Regions from separate parts of the Arabidopsis thaliana genome. Here region 1 is linked to region 2. Evidence: chromatin contacts called from public capture Hi-C data. All regions are on one chromosome and are shown on one strand. The core of a region is the stretch at or near the end of the contact, and the rest is flanking DNA. Distances in the headings are between cores, read along the strand shown.

Region 1 (6,722 bases), core at 128-2,627, 450 kb before region 2:
TATATCTAGCCAAAATATTTATGTTTAAAATAGAAATAGAGCAATTTGAGGCAATTACAATCCACAGTTTTTTCCTCTGAAATTGCAGGGATTTAAAGGAAACACAGAAAATAAGAAATTTCCATTTATTACATCTTCAATTCTATCCACAAACAATTGGTTGCACAAATCTCTAATTTCTAATGAACCAAACATAACATATGGAGTAGAATATTTTTTTTCTTAATAATAATAGAGGCCACAAAAACAAACAATTTTTCCCATTAGATATATCTTTGAGAAAAGATATAACCAAAGCATCACATTTTTTGTAATATCAATGAGTATCTCATAAACACCAAACTTGTTGTATCTCAAATTGATGCAAAACAGGACTGTCGCTATTGATCGACATCAATCTTTAATAATTATTTAATTTTGCTTTTCTAACCTCAATAATTCTTCCGACAGAAGTCATCCTAAACTAAAATACTACACAAAGTACAGTATCAAATAAAACAGAACCATACCTTAAACCAAAAAAAAAGTTACTTTTTTAACAAAAATGAAAATTTCGTAAAGAACCCTTTTTGACAAAAAAAATAAAAAAATTGGTGTATAAAGTGTTGATTTTTAAAAAACAATCTGTTTCACAAGAAAACAAAAGATAGAGAATCTTATGAAGTCATGGTAATAAATTGGTCAAGAATTTTGTGTTTGCTTTATGACATATGAATTTTTTTCATATTTTTGATATTCTATCAATTTACTTTACAAGAAAAACTAAATAAAGGGGAAAAAAATATAAACATACCGAGGTAAGATCGAACAACGTCCATGTAAGTGTAATTCCGTTTTCCGGTGACGGGATCCGGCGCACGGTAGCAATCGGCAAGCATGGTGGAGGTGAAGTAAGTAATGAACGAGAAAATGAGTAAGATCGATGTCCCTGCGATCCAACCAAGCTGAGCTATAGCCCATGCTAAAGACAACACTCCGGAGCCTATCACCGCCGTGATAATATGCGCACTCGCCGTAAGCCACGTCCCGGTACGCTTCTCTCGACCATCTTCATCGACGTTCTTTGTCGGGTCCGACACGGTGTAGGCATCGCCGGATTCCGCCGTGGAGTGGTTGTGTCCTTCTGTGTTGAAACTCTTCATAGTGATGAGAGAAAGAGAAAGAGAGAACAAGAAGAAGATAAAATAAATGTTTTAAGTCAGAGAGAGAGTAAATGAAGAAGTCTAATTATAGTCAACAGATTTGTGTTTGCATAATATCATATATATAGACATACTTGTATATGTATGTAATGAAGTTTTTAAGCATATATGCCAACAAGACGTATACGTAAAAAAATACGTTATACGTGTTCGATTTTTAACTTTTATTGTTAAATGTTATAAATGTTTTAGTTAAAGAAAAAAAAATGTTTATTTAATATAGTTTCGGCTTGGGATGTGTAAATTGCTTTTGGACTAGACAGAGACCACATATGGAGGGACGATTTTAATGTTCAGATTCTGTAATAATTATTCTTCTTTTTTATTCTGACAGTTAATTTGGAGTAATATATAGAAAAATATTTTATATTTAGATTTGTTGATATAATGACTTTTTGTAACTACAAAGTACAAAATACAATATTTTTATCATATATATAATGTAGAAAAAAATCTTCAAAATTAAATGCTATATTTTTCCTTTTTGAAATTTACAGATACATTTCTAAGAACTTGTAAAACTAATTTATAGTGTTCTAAATAAATATTATTTACTCCTTAAATTCATAAAACACTTTATAATTTTTTAAAAATGTCAAAAAAAAAAATTTAATTAAAAATATCTTAATAAACAAGTTATACAAACTTTTGGGTTTACAGATTTTTGAAGATGACACCAAAAGAAAATGAAAACAAAAAACAAATTATTATATTGTTATGCCTAAATGAGAAAAAGGTATTCAAAGATGCAACCTAATTATGAAGACTTCTTGAACTCTAATGAATTCCCTAAATTGGATATACAAAATCTCTATGGTTTGGTTTTTTTAACGAGTTGAAGATCATCAAATTTGGCATTACAGATTAGAAATTATGGACAATCGAAGACGACAAATAAAAATAAATAATGGGGTAAAATTCATGTATGTAGATCATTTAACAATTTAAGTTGATGTTAATATAATTTTTTAATAAGATAACATCGGTTTGATATTTGACACTACAGTTGGGCCAAGAGAATCTAATAACCCCGATAAAACAGATTTGACCTAAATATATATCGTTTCTGCGAGAACCCGTCCTGTTAAGTGCTCTCCCATGTTAAAAAAAAACACTATTTTTAAAAAAAAAAAAAAAATGTTAATATATCGAGAATAAAATAACAAAATACTTTCGTATCAATTACCAAGTTTCATAAATCCATATATAATGAAAATTTGGGTAGATTCATGAATTATTCCAAATTCTCATAAACTCATTCATACAAGAATAATAGAAATCATGTTGGAACTCTCATTCTCTTAATGTTTTTTTCTCGTTTAGTTAGGAGTTAGTTTTTCGTACTACTTGGTCGAACATACCTAGTTGTTTTTCAAACGGCTTATATATAATGTATCCTAAGAGCTAACAAATCCTTGAACCATTCTTTCAGTTAATTGAGGGAATCAGAAAGTCAGAAGATACTACTTATTTAAGCATCTTGAAACGACGAGAGAAGCTACTTATCTACCATAAATAACTTTGATTTATTTGATCTTCAAATTTTGGTTTTCAATGTTCTACCAAAATAAAACTAAAAAATAAACAAATTTAAGGTTTGAGTTTGATGAAGAGTAAACGTGTGTTGACTGAAACAAAAAGTAAAAAGTTGAACAAAAAAACGGATGAAGGGTAAAAGCGTAAACGTAGGTTTTGGCTATTAAGAGATTACATTATCTTATAAAGGTTAATCATGCTCAATCAGGTCAAATAATGCAAATGCCCTTTGCCAGTAAAAATGTTAGACCGTGACATAGATGTCCATCGTTCTTTAATTTATATATATATTCATGTTGCTTCTTTAGAAACAAATGGTGATTTATTTACTTGTTTAATATAAGAAGAAGAAAAATCGAGTTGAAATATCATGTTCATTCTTTCTCAAAAAACAAAGTATCATCTTTATTAGCAATCAAAAATAGTTCGGTTTAACTAGTTGTTTTAATTACGAAAAAAAAAAAAAAATTTATCTAAATATGAAAAAGCTTAGTTATAGAGAAACATGGTACTTAAGTCTAATAAAGAATTAAATTGTGAGTAAGCGAATTTGGAAACCAATAATTAAAAACATTTATAGTTTTCTCAAAAGACTTCTCATTTTTCATCTAACTCTAACCACGTTTGAAAAGTCAAGTTGTGTCGAGTGTTTAATATAATTTAACTCTTTCAACGAATGAGCAGCAAATCATTGAAATTGTATATATGAAGATCATCGTCTTTTTGCTCTCGTTTATATTCATGATGCTTCTTATAAACAAATCGTGATTTATTACTTGTTAGTTAAATAAGAAGAAGAAAAAAATGTGATTTGAAATTTCATCTCTATTAACAAATAACAATAAATAGTAGTTCGGTTTAACTTGTTGTTTCAATAAAATAAAAAATAAACGGTTCCTCAACATGACTTGGAAGGAGAGGAACAACCGTTTGCACAACTATGTCTCATCCACGATCCTCAAGGTTTTCAAAGACGTCGATAGACATTAGAGACACAATTTTAGCTCGTCGTAAACATCCATCTTTTGCAAATCTGCTTCAACAATGGTTTGCGCATGAGTAATCTCTGCTTTTTCACAACTTCTTTTCATAATTAGGCTTTTTAATCTTCTTTTTTTAGTCTAATTGTAACCACTAGCTACGCCAAGCTCTTGTAAAGAAATTGTTCCTTTTGGTAATAATATTTACATTTTATCCCAAAAAAAAAACTATAATTATGAAAATATATCCCGGACGAAAAAAACTTACTTTTAGAGAAACATTGTACTAAAATTCTAATAAAGCAGCAAATTGTGAGTAAGCGAATCGGGAAACCAATAATTAGCATCATTTATAGTTTTCTGAAGAGATTTCTACTTGGTTTACCAAAAAAAAAGAAAAAAAAAAAAAAAAAAAAAGAAGATATATTTCTCCTTTTTCTCATAGCTCTAATACGCTTGAAGAGACAAGTTGTTTCAATTGTTCAGTGAAACTCTTTTCAACGAATGAACAAAAATCATTGAAATCGTATAGAAAATGGCTGAATGTTTTTTGATTGGTCAAAGGCTGATTAATTTTATAATGATTAACAAAAAAACTTTTTATGTGAAAGTTTGACTTCTTTGTCTACAGTTACGTATTAGGTGAATCACATATTCACATGGTTTTCATTGATTTATAATCGATAATTTCTAGAAAGATTCGAAACCTAATTTTTTTTAATAAAGCTTTAATAAGCAATAATGGCACTTAATGAATCTTTCAACAAATGGCATATGGAGACAGGTGTAACGTCTGAGAATCTGAGGTTCCTTGCCTAAAAAATCAAAACTTGTGGTGGCGAATCTTCACTTAACGCAAAATTGTAACCAAAAGCTATTAGGTTCATGCAAGATAATTAAGTCTAATCAACTATAATACTTAGGCTTGATAACATGGTTTATTTTATTATTTGGAAAAGTAATGGTCCAGAAGAATGTTTTATTTGATCTCACGAGTTGCCTCGTATTTGAAAATTCTTTGTATTTGAAATTGTTCTGAAAGAAACATTTATATTAATATGTGTATGTTGACTATGTACACGGATGGAGAACTGAGCGTAAAGTAGCCCCAATTTTGAAATCGATGTAAGATATAAACTTTTTATCCATTATAGGTTTTAAAATATTAGAGAGATAAAGATGGAAACAAAGTGGAAAAATAAATTTCAAAAAGAAAACAGTGATTAAATCCAACATTGCAATGCTAAATTTTGAATGTGAAAATTATGGATTTAGGTCATTCACTGAATTTTCTCATTTATTTTTTGGTCCAACGAATTCTCAAATATATGAACCTTCACTCGTAACCTCTTTGATAACTATAAACAATCTATGTGGTTTGCAAACCTTGCCTTGTATAAGTAATCAAGGATTTCTATAGATTTCGGTTTATATTTACCTAGTCATTGACAAAAAGAGGGAATGTGATTAATAATGCCCTTAAATAGTTAAATAAATAGTAAAAATCTAACAAAAATTTATCCGGGATAGATTTTAGATTGTTATGCCTTGGAATGGTTATGTATATATATATATATATATATATATATATATGTTAATTAGTAGTTCAAAACAAAGGAACACCTGAGTGAAACAGGATTTCAATGTTTTTTTTATCAAAAAAAAAAGGTTTTTGATGTTTATATTATTTCTTTCCGAAAGGTTTGTAGTTCTCAAAGCTATATATAGGTGTTATGGTGTGAAGACTGATCAACAACAAACTGATAGGTGATTTTATTTTTCTGTTTTTCCTTTACTTTTGAGTTTGGTGTGTAGTAGTGCAAGTTTGAGTTTGGTGTGTAGCATGAACAAATTTGATAATTTCAAGTTGAATATATTGAAATGAAAGTACCTAGATTGTTTTAGTAGTCTTTAACAAAAAAAAAAATGTTGCAATATTAAGTATATGTTAGTCCATTTCTACGCCCAAATTTCCATGCCGATGAAATAAAATATAGTGAAAAATGTTTCCTTTTCAAAGCTACAACTCGAAAATATAGAACTGCCACTTAAATAAAATGCATGTGTCTTTTTCGCAAATTTTTTTTTTTTTGAGCAAATTCCGCAAGTAAACTAAATTGAGAAATGAAGGTCATCGGGATATAATCTAACTAACATTAAATAAAAAGTGCATAAAATATGGTTAAAATAAAATTTTGAAAATAATGAAAACAAGTGCTTAAAAATAAGGATAAACTTTTAATATAAAGACTGTATAAAAGTAAGATGGAAGAATTTGTAATTTGAAGTTGGGAAAACATAGAAATAATATCAGAAGCTAAAAGAAAATAATATAAGGGCGGGTCATACAAAGATTGGGTATCTATCTTAACGGAGTCAAATGGTGCTTTTTTTACCATTTTATGATCATCCACTAAATCTAACCAAATTTGAATAAAAGAAATTAAAACTAAAATTTTAACGGTGTCACATGACCTCATAAAGTTCTTACTTCTTAGTGGATCCGCTCATGCTCCTACGTCGACGATCATCTAGTACATTCTCAAACCTCTTCTCTAGGAATATGGAATATCGAAACAACTAATGCATGGCTTTATTGCTAGGATCAGTCTTAACCGATAAGCTCTCGTCACTAGATATCAATCATTCTCTTCGGTAAATATTATATAAATAACTGGAAAGTGATATTGCATGTGATTTAAAAAAAAAATAACAAAATTTTGTACATATTTTATATAAATAACATGATTTTGGTATTATATCATGTTTATCATGTTTTGTTTTTTTTAATCAGTCAATCATAACTTATAAGTGTGCTTTATTAACATGTTAATCGAACACCAACCGCTACCCGGGACACTACAATGATACAAACCCAAGCGGCCTGTCAAGCAAAGATGACAACGAATAATCCCAAAAGAAAAAATAGTATATGAGAAAATCAATTAGTTTAAGAGTAATATACCGTAAAAGAAAACAATTTCCAAAACTAGCATTTAATGCG
Region 2 (6,584 bases), core at 873-3,372:
AAGGCTTCACACTCCCTAGCCAAGTTATAGCTATATCATTACATCAATATTGCCTAGCCAAGTTATAGCTATATCATTACATCAATATTCAATAATACTAACGAAATTTTGTCAGTTATTAGTCAACAATTAATAATAACGAAATATTGTTTCAATCAACAACAAAAACAACTAGCTAGTCTTGTCCAAAAACGATGGTATGTCGAGCAACGGCGATTAAATAAGCAAGTGTCATTAGCTCAATTGGTAAAGATCCTAGCCGGAGCTTAGAAGTTGTCGGTTCGAGTGACGCTTGAAACGAAACTAATATTACATATTGTGGTTTCGGGCCTGGGGGATTACGGGTTTCGGCCTAGAATCTCCTGGTATTCAAAAAAAAAGGATCTAATAAAGTGAAAACTAACGATTATACAATAGATAAAACGATAACTTATGAGTTATTGTATGTGGTATATATATATATATATATATGTGTGTTTCTAAAATCTATGAAACTTTTAATTCTAAAAGAAATAATAATTTATTTACTGATATAGCCAATCAATATATCTCTTTTTTAAGTTTTTTGTTTTGTTTTCTTTGTTTTCGGTAATTACTTAAATCTAGAAAATAAAATAATAAGTTTTATGTACTTCAAGCAAAACTTTTGGCAAGTATGATCCAATTTCTTCGGGTTGAACTTATTAATGCGTAGGACAAAAAACAAAGAAAAAAACATGGAAATTTTCGCCATATCTTAAAAGAACGTCTTGTCGTTACTATCATAAGTTATGGACCATAGGTATTGTCATGTATCAAAATTAACTTTGTAGCATATGTGTATAGTGAATCAATGAAGCAATAGAGATCTAACATTAGGAAACGTCTATATCTCTTTGGCATGACATCTCAACTTCTCACCGTAGCCGTTGAAAGTGTATTATTTATCAGAAAAAGAAAAACAAAATACATTTTGTACGTATGTGTGTGTATAATTCGATACTTATACGTGTAACAGCACGACTCATGAGTTTCTCCAGTCCAAGTCCAACGAGAGGACAGAAAAGGACTAGCCAGATTCTAGCCAAATTCCAACATGTTCAATGTCGTATATGCGAAAACATTAATGACTAAATTCAATTCCATACAAAACCGGGCCTTGGAGGTAATGTGAAACGCACCCATGCTTGGGGTCCTGTGTGAAATATTATTTGTTTGGCCAAATCTTTTTTTTGTTTCCAACTTTTCAATATTTATGTTTGTTTTTTTTAGTAAGAGGAGGGGAGACAATGCCTCACCCTTTTATTAAAAGCAATATTAACTCTTTTCTTAAAAAAATATTAAAAATAACATATTTATGTATTTATGTTGGTTAATGCTAACCATTTCATTAACTCTTTTCTGAAAAATATTAACTAATAGGTCTTTAAATATTAATGATCTTGTGAATTTTTTGATCAGAAGCTTTAAGATGATCTATCAATTAGCTTGTGAAAAGAATTGTGGTTATTGCTTAGAGAAATTAAGGGACTTTGAGATTTAAGTATTGTTAAATGCATGACATCACGAGAAGAGTTTGTTTATCTAAAGCCAAATAACACCTTAAAACTCACCAAAGCCACTAATATTGTATTTGACAGAGGATCTCCTGGACTTTCCGTACGTGGTGGTAAAAGTATACACTTCAAATGCTGGGCCCTAAAAACAATCTAAAAGTTAGATCTATTTTGAGGATCCGCTTAGCCTTCAATTCGGGTATCTGGTAATAGGATTCTTGGTTTGGGCTCAACAGCCTCAACCCATTTAACTAAGAGAGAGTTATATGTTGATGCACATTACAACAAAACATGTCGAATTTCGACTAATTTTCTGACCAGCGAAATGGTCATAAATTGTATCAATCAATTTTTGACCAGTTATTGCAATTCAAAATTTGGTAACACATGTTAGTTCAAATTATAAGGTAACATGTTACACACCAGGTCAGTTAAGTTTAATTATAGTCAATATGACAAACCTTTATCCCATGAGAGGGCTTACGACATTACAGTTTTTCGTGACTGCGAATTACGTTTACGATTAATTATTTGATTAGTTTAAGAAAAATATTAATTCATTGTATAGAATAGTCATGGACCCTCAATACAAATCCAAGCGTAGAGTCGATCACGGTATTAAATATATTTGTTGAACATTATAACTACACAATTGTATAGAAACTAATCGTGACTTTAGCTTGCATAGAAACTCTTCCATGTTTCAAAGCTAAATAAACGTTGACAGTATAATTAAACTACGAAAAACAACAAAAATGGTTCAACCCAAAAATTATTTTGTTCTTGATCCGAGAGAAGCCACGGTTACGGATCTTATGCGTCTTCTCTTCTACTCGGATCTCGAGAATAGAAAGTTCGTTGATACTTCGGTAGAGAATCTTGAGAATCGTCTTTGCGAATTCAGGGGACGGTGGATCATTTTTGTATCCATCGTTGTTCAGAAACTCTTGATTATCCTCAGGAAACCTCTCTCGTTCTTGGGATTCGCTCTTGGCTTTTGGCTCAACCTTCCTTCTTCCAATGGTGGCTTCTTCAAGATATTCCTAAATCTTGTCAAAGGTTATATTTTCTTTTGACTTTCTTGTTTAGAACTTATAGTTCGGTTAGACATTACTTTTTTTTGCTAAAGGGTTTTCAAAGTTAGACATTACATTATACATAGTGAATATAGAATTGTATACATACTAATTTCTTCATTTCGATAGTGATGGTTACTCTGAATTATTCTTCAAATCATATTATGCGTGACTGAGGTCTGAAGTAGTAAGTTGCTCCAAAAGTTTTTTTTTTTTTTTTTGTCATAATCTTTTTAATTGATTGAATATACAGAAACAACATCTAGGAGATAATCAAAATGAGGGTATTACTTAATTATGGCAAGACACAGCCATTTTTTAAATTCATTTTGGTTGTAAATGGATTACTTACGAAAATACAACCATATTTTCTGTGAATTATCTTCTTCTTTTTTTTGTTGATTAATCTGTAAATTATCTTTGTATGTATATAGCAAATTCACACCACTTAGGTTTAAATTTTGTGTGCATGATCTGTCGAATAATTATCGTATCGTGGGTCATGTACCTTTGTTTCACATTTATATTACTTTCGTAATTTTTTCAGGAAGGTTTATTTGGCCGGAAAAAACATCAGCGACATTTGCATCCATAAACGGAAACCTAGACCAAAAAGTAGAGTTAGGTTTAGGCCGGAGCATAAAGATAGGAGATGAAAGATACAAACCACTGTTGTCAATTATGGCTTCTAAGCTGGCTTACGAGAACGAACACTTTATCAGATCCGTTCTTCAAGACCATTGGCAGGTTTTATTAACTAACTCTTTCATTTTTATTAACTATATTTTTCCTTGATTATTTTTCACAACTCTTTATACAGAAATTTTCCATATAAAATACGACAACTAGTGCAGAGTTATTAGCTGTATCTTTTTAGTTTTTTGGTCAAACATTTAGCTGTTGATCGAGTTAATTAACTTTGTCTTATAACTTGCAAGTATATATGACCATGATCATGCATGTTGTCTTTCATTTTGAGGATAATAATATCACTTATGATCACTATTATTTGTTTATTTTGTTGTGGCAAAGATGGACTTATTGGGTTTCTACAGCTGTCCGAATGGTGAGATTGCTTTCCTTTTCTTATAGTATAAGTATAATGTATAATTAACTTTGTTGGACCAAAAATGCAGAAATCACGTGAAATTAAAACACCGTCTGATATGTGGGAGATTTTACGTTTTCTTACCAACATGATTGATTCCCATATTAGTCAAATCAATAATGAGTTAATGACCTAAGAAATTTTATATATTTATAGTATCTTTCACTTGTTCGGGTTTACAAATCCATTGAAAAAATTATTTAGAAGTTTATTCAACTTCGTATATTAAATGATTTAAGTTTCAATACAATTGTATGATTTTGGGTGAATTTAAGAAAATGTTATGACTTGTTGTATAATTTGATATATATTTATTATCCAAATATGACAACGACAATTCTTAAAAGGGACAAGTGAGTTAAAAAGGGATCAATATTGTGATTCTTTACTTCACTTTTTTTTTTTTCATTATTTACTTCTCTATATTTCGTTGATTTGTTTTGTAAGAAACATATATTTCGTTGATAAATATATGCATTATAGTTGTTTTATACTTAGTATCTACGATTCTTAATTCAATTTTAAAATTTTGTCTTCTCCTGAAGTAATAATACTTGTTTTTTTATTTATAATATAGTTCTACTTTTTGTTTGGGCTTTTCAGATTTTGATCAAACGAGGTCAACAGAGGTGATTGTTATAAGGGACACAAAAGACAATCCGAACCTTATCGTCGTCAGTTTTAGAGGAACCGATCCTTTCAACGCCGATGATTGGTGTACAGACCTTGATCTCTCTTGGTAATATACTGAATACTTAGGTTTAGGTTGGTTTAATTTTTATTCGGTTAGGTTCGACGTTAGCTTCTCCTAATCAAACTAATGCTGATTTCAAAAATAGGTACGAGATTGTTATGAATAAAAATAGGCACAACGTTATGAATGTGGGAAAGATCCACGGCGGATTCATGAAAGCTTTAGGCCTTCCGAAAGAAGGATGGTATGAAGAAATAAACTCTGACCAAACCCAAAATAAAACAAGTCAACTTGCATACTACACAATTTTACGTCAGTTAAAAGAGGTTTTCGAACAAAACCCAACATCCAAGTTTATCCTGTCCGGACATAGCCTAGGTGGAGCCCTAGCGATCCTGTTCACAGCCGTGTTAATTATGCATGATGAGAAGGAAATGTTGGAGAGACTTGAAGGAGTTTACACATTTGGGCAGCCACGCGTAGGAGACGAGGATTTCGGTATTTATATGAAAGACAAGTTAAAGGAGTTTGACGTGAAGTACAAAAGATATGTTTATTGCAACGACATGGTTCCTAGGTTGCCTTTTGACGACAAGACACTCATGTTCAAACATTTTGGGGGCTGCCTCTACTGTGACAGTTTCTACAAAGGAAAGGTTGGTAATAAATTACTCTTAATGATTTTATCGTCTTGAATTAATCACTCTTGATTAGTGTTTGAAATTTGTTTCTTAAGTTTTATCGTTTCGTATCAAAATATTCTATAAATATTTAAAGATCAAAATATCATTCATATATATATATAATTTTGAATATAAATGTATATATTGAGATATGAAAAACGAGAATTCTTGTCTTGTTTCCGCAGAGTTCCATGATGAATTTCTATTTATCCCAACTGATGATAACTATTTGATATAATGTTCAGGTAGAAGAAGAGGAGCCAAACAAAAACTACTTCAATATCTTTTGGGTTATACCGAAGATAATAAACGCGGTGTGGGAGTTGATAAGGAGTTTCATCATATCTTGTTGGCAAGGTAGAGAATACAGAGAAGGATGGTTATTGACGTGTTTTAGACTTGTCGCATTGTTGATTCCGGGACTTCCTGCTCATTTTCCTAATGAGTACGTCAATGTTGCTCTTTTGGGAAACTTTCCTCCTCAGGTACCTGATTCTCAAAATTTACCTGATGATGACCTCAATGTTGCCCTCTTGAGAAACTAAAGGTGGCTCCATCGTTTTTACAAGATTTCGTTTTATAACTAGTGTGTTCACACTTTATACTATCTTTCTTAAACACTTTCTTCGTAGTTGCTTTTGTTTTAATATAATGTGTTGTTTGGTTTTAGATTATTTTCATTATTTTCCGAAAAATAAAACAAAAATATGATCATTTTTCAATAAATGGGAAAAGTATAATAAAATGGGTAGTAATTAACGTATTTGTTTCTTCTTTTTTTTTGGGTAAAGTGCATTATATTCTCTTTTGTGTTCATCTTATCTTCTCTTTTGTGTTCATCAATAGTACCGGTTTTGAAGATTGAAAGATTTTTACAAAAAGCTATAACATATCAAATCTACAAAACATTGTTCAATAGAAGTATGAGTTACGAGAACTAAGATAAAAAAAATGAATTGGATAATGTGAAGAAAAAGAAAACAATGTGATGGGATCAAACATTAAATATATATTACAAAATTGCAATAAACAAGACTAGCTAAGTTTGATATAATGGAAGAGGCGAAGAGCATACGTTTAAAAAAAGTAATAGAAGCTGTAATGATAGAGAAGCGAACAAGTCAGTGCACCAAGATGCAAAAAGAATTGATGAAATACTACAATCTTAATTTACTATCTCAAAAGATTTGTTATTTTTGGACCCAAATTTGTTAAAATTCCTACCGGTTTATAATAACTTATAAACACAAATTATAAATTCAATTCCTAGGATTTGTGCAAAATATTAAATTATATTTAAGTCAAATAATTATACATTTTGCAGATGAACTGATGGATGGAGGTCGTGTAGAACTCAAATTGTGGTGCCATTGTACCATGGTATCTATAATTCGTGCAAATTCTCCTCAATGATTATATATATGGTATATCTCTTAAAGTCTTTTGAGTATTTGATTTTTGGGCTAAATTGAGTCCTAATGTTTACAT

What was found. Capture Hi-C pulls out chosen DNA fragments and counts their contacts.
Region 1: a contact with region 2 is called in a capture Hi-C map of seedling, with 2.0 times the contacts expected there. A contact is called at or near these places in 2 of 3 other capture datasets (root and seedling).

The regions. Positions count from the first base shown.
Region 1 is chr1:21,671,043-21,677,764 of TAIR10.1, reverse strand. It overlaps AAP1 (amino acid permease 1), which reads right to left and starts at 1,377. Exons shown (of 6, transcript NM_104616.5): 1 at 794-1,377. The coding sequence starts at 1,142.
Region 2 is chr1:21,222,650-21,229,233 of TAIR10.1, reverse strand. It overlaps AT1G56630 (alpha/beta-Hydrolases superfamily protein), which reads left to right and starts at 2,122. Exons shown (of 6, transcript NM_001333791.1): 1 at 2,122-2,594; 2 at 3,159-3,358; 3 at 3,644-3,677; 4 at 4,323-4,458; 5 at 4,559-5,069; 6 at 5,342-5,828. The coding sequence starts at 2,291. The coding sequence ends at 5,641.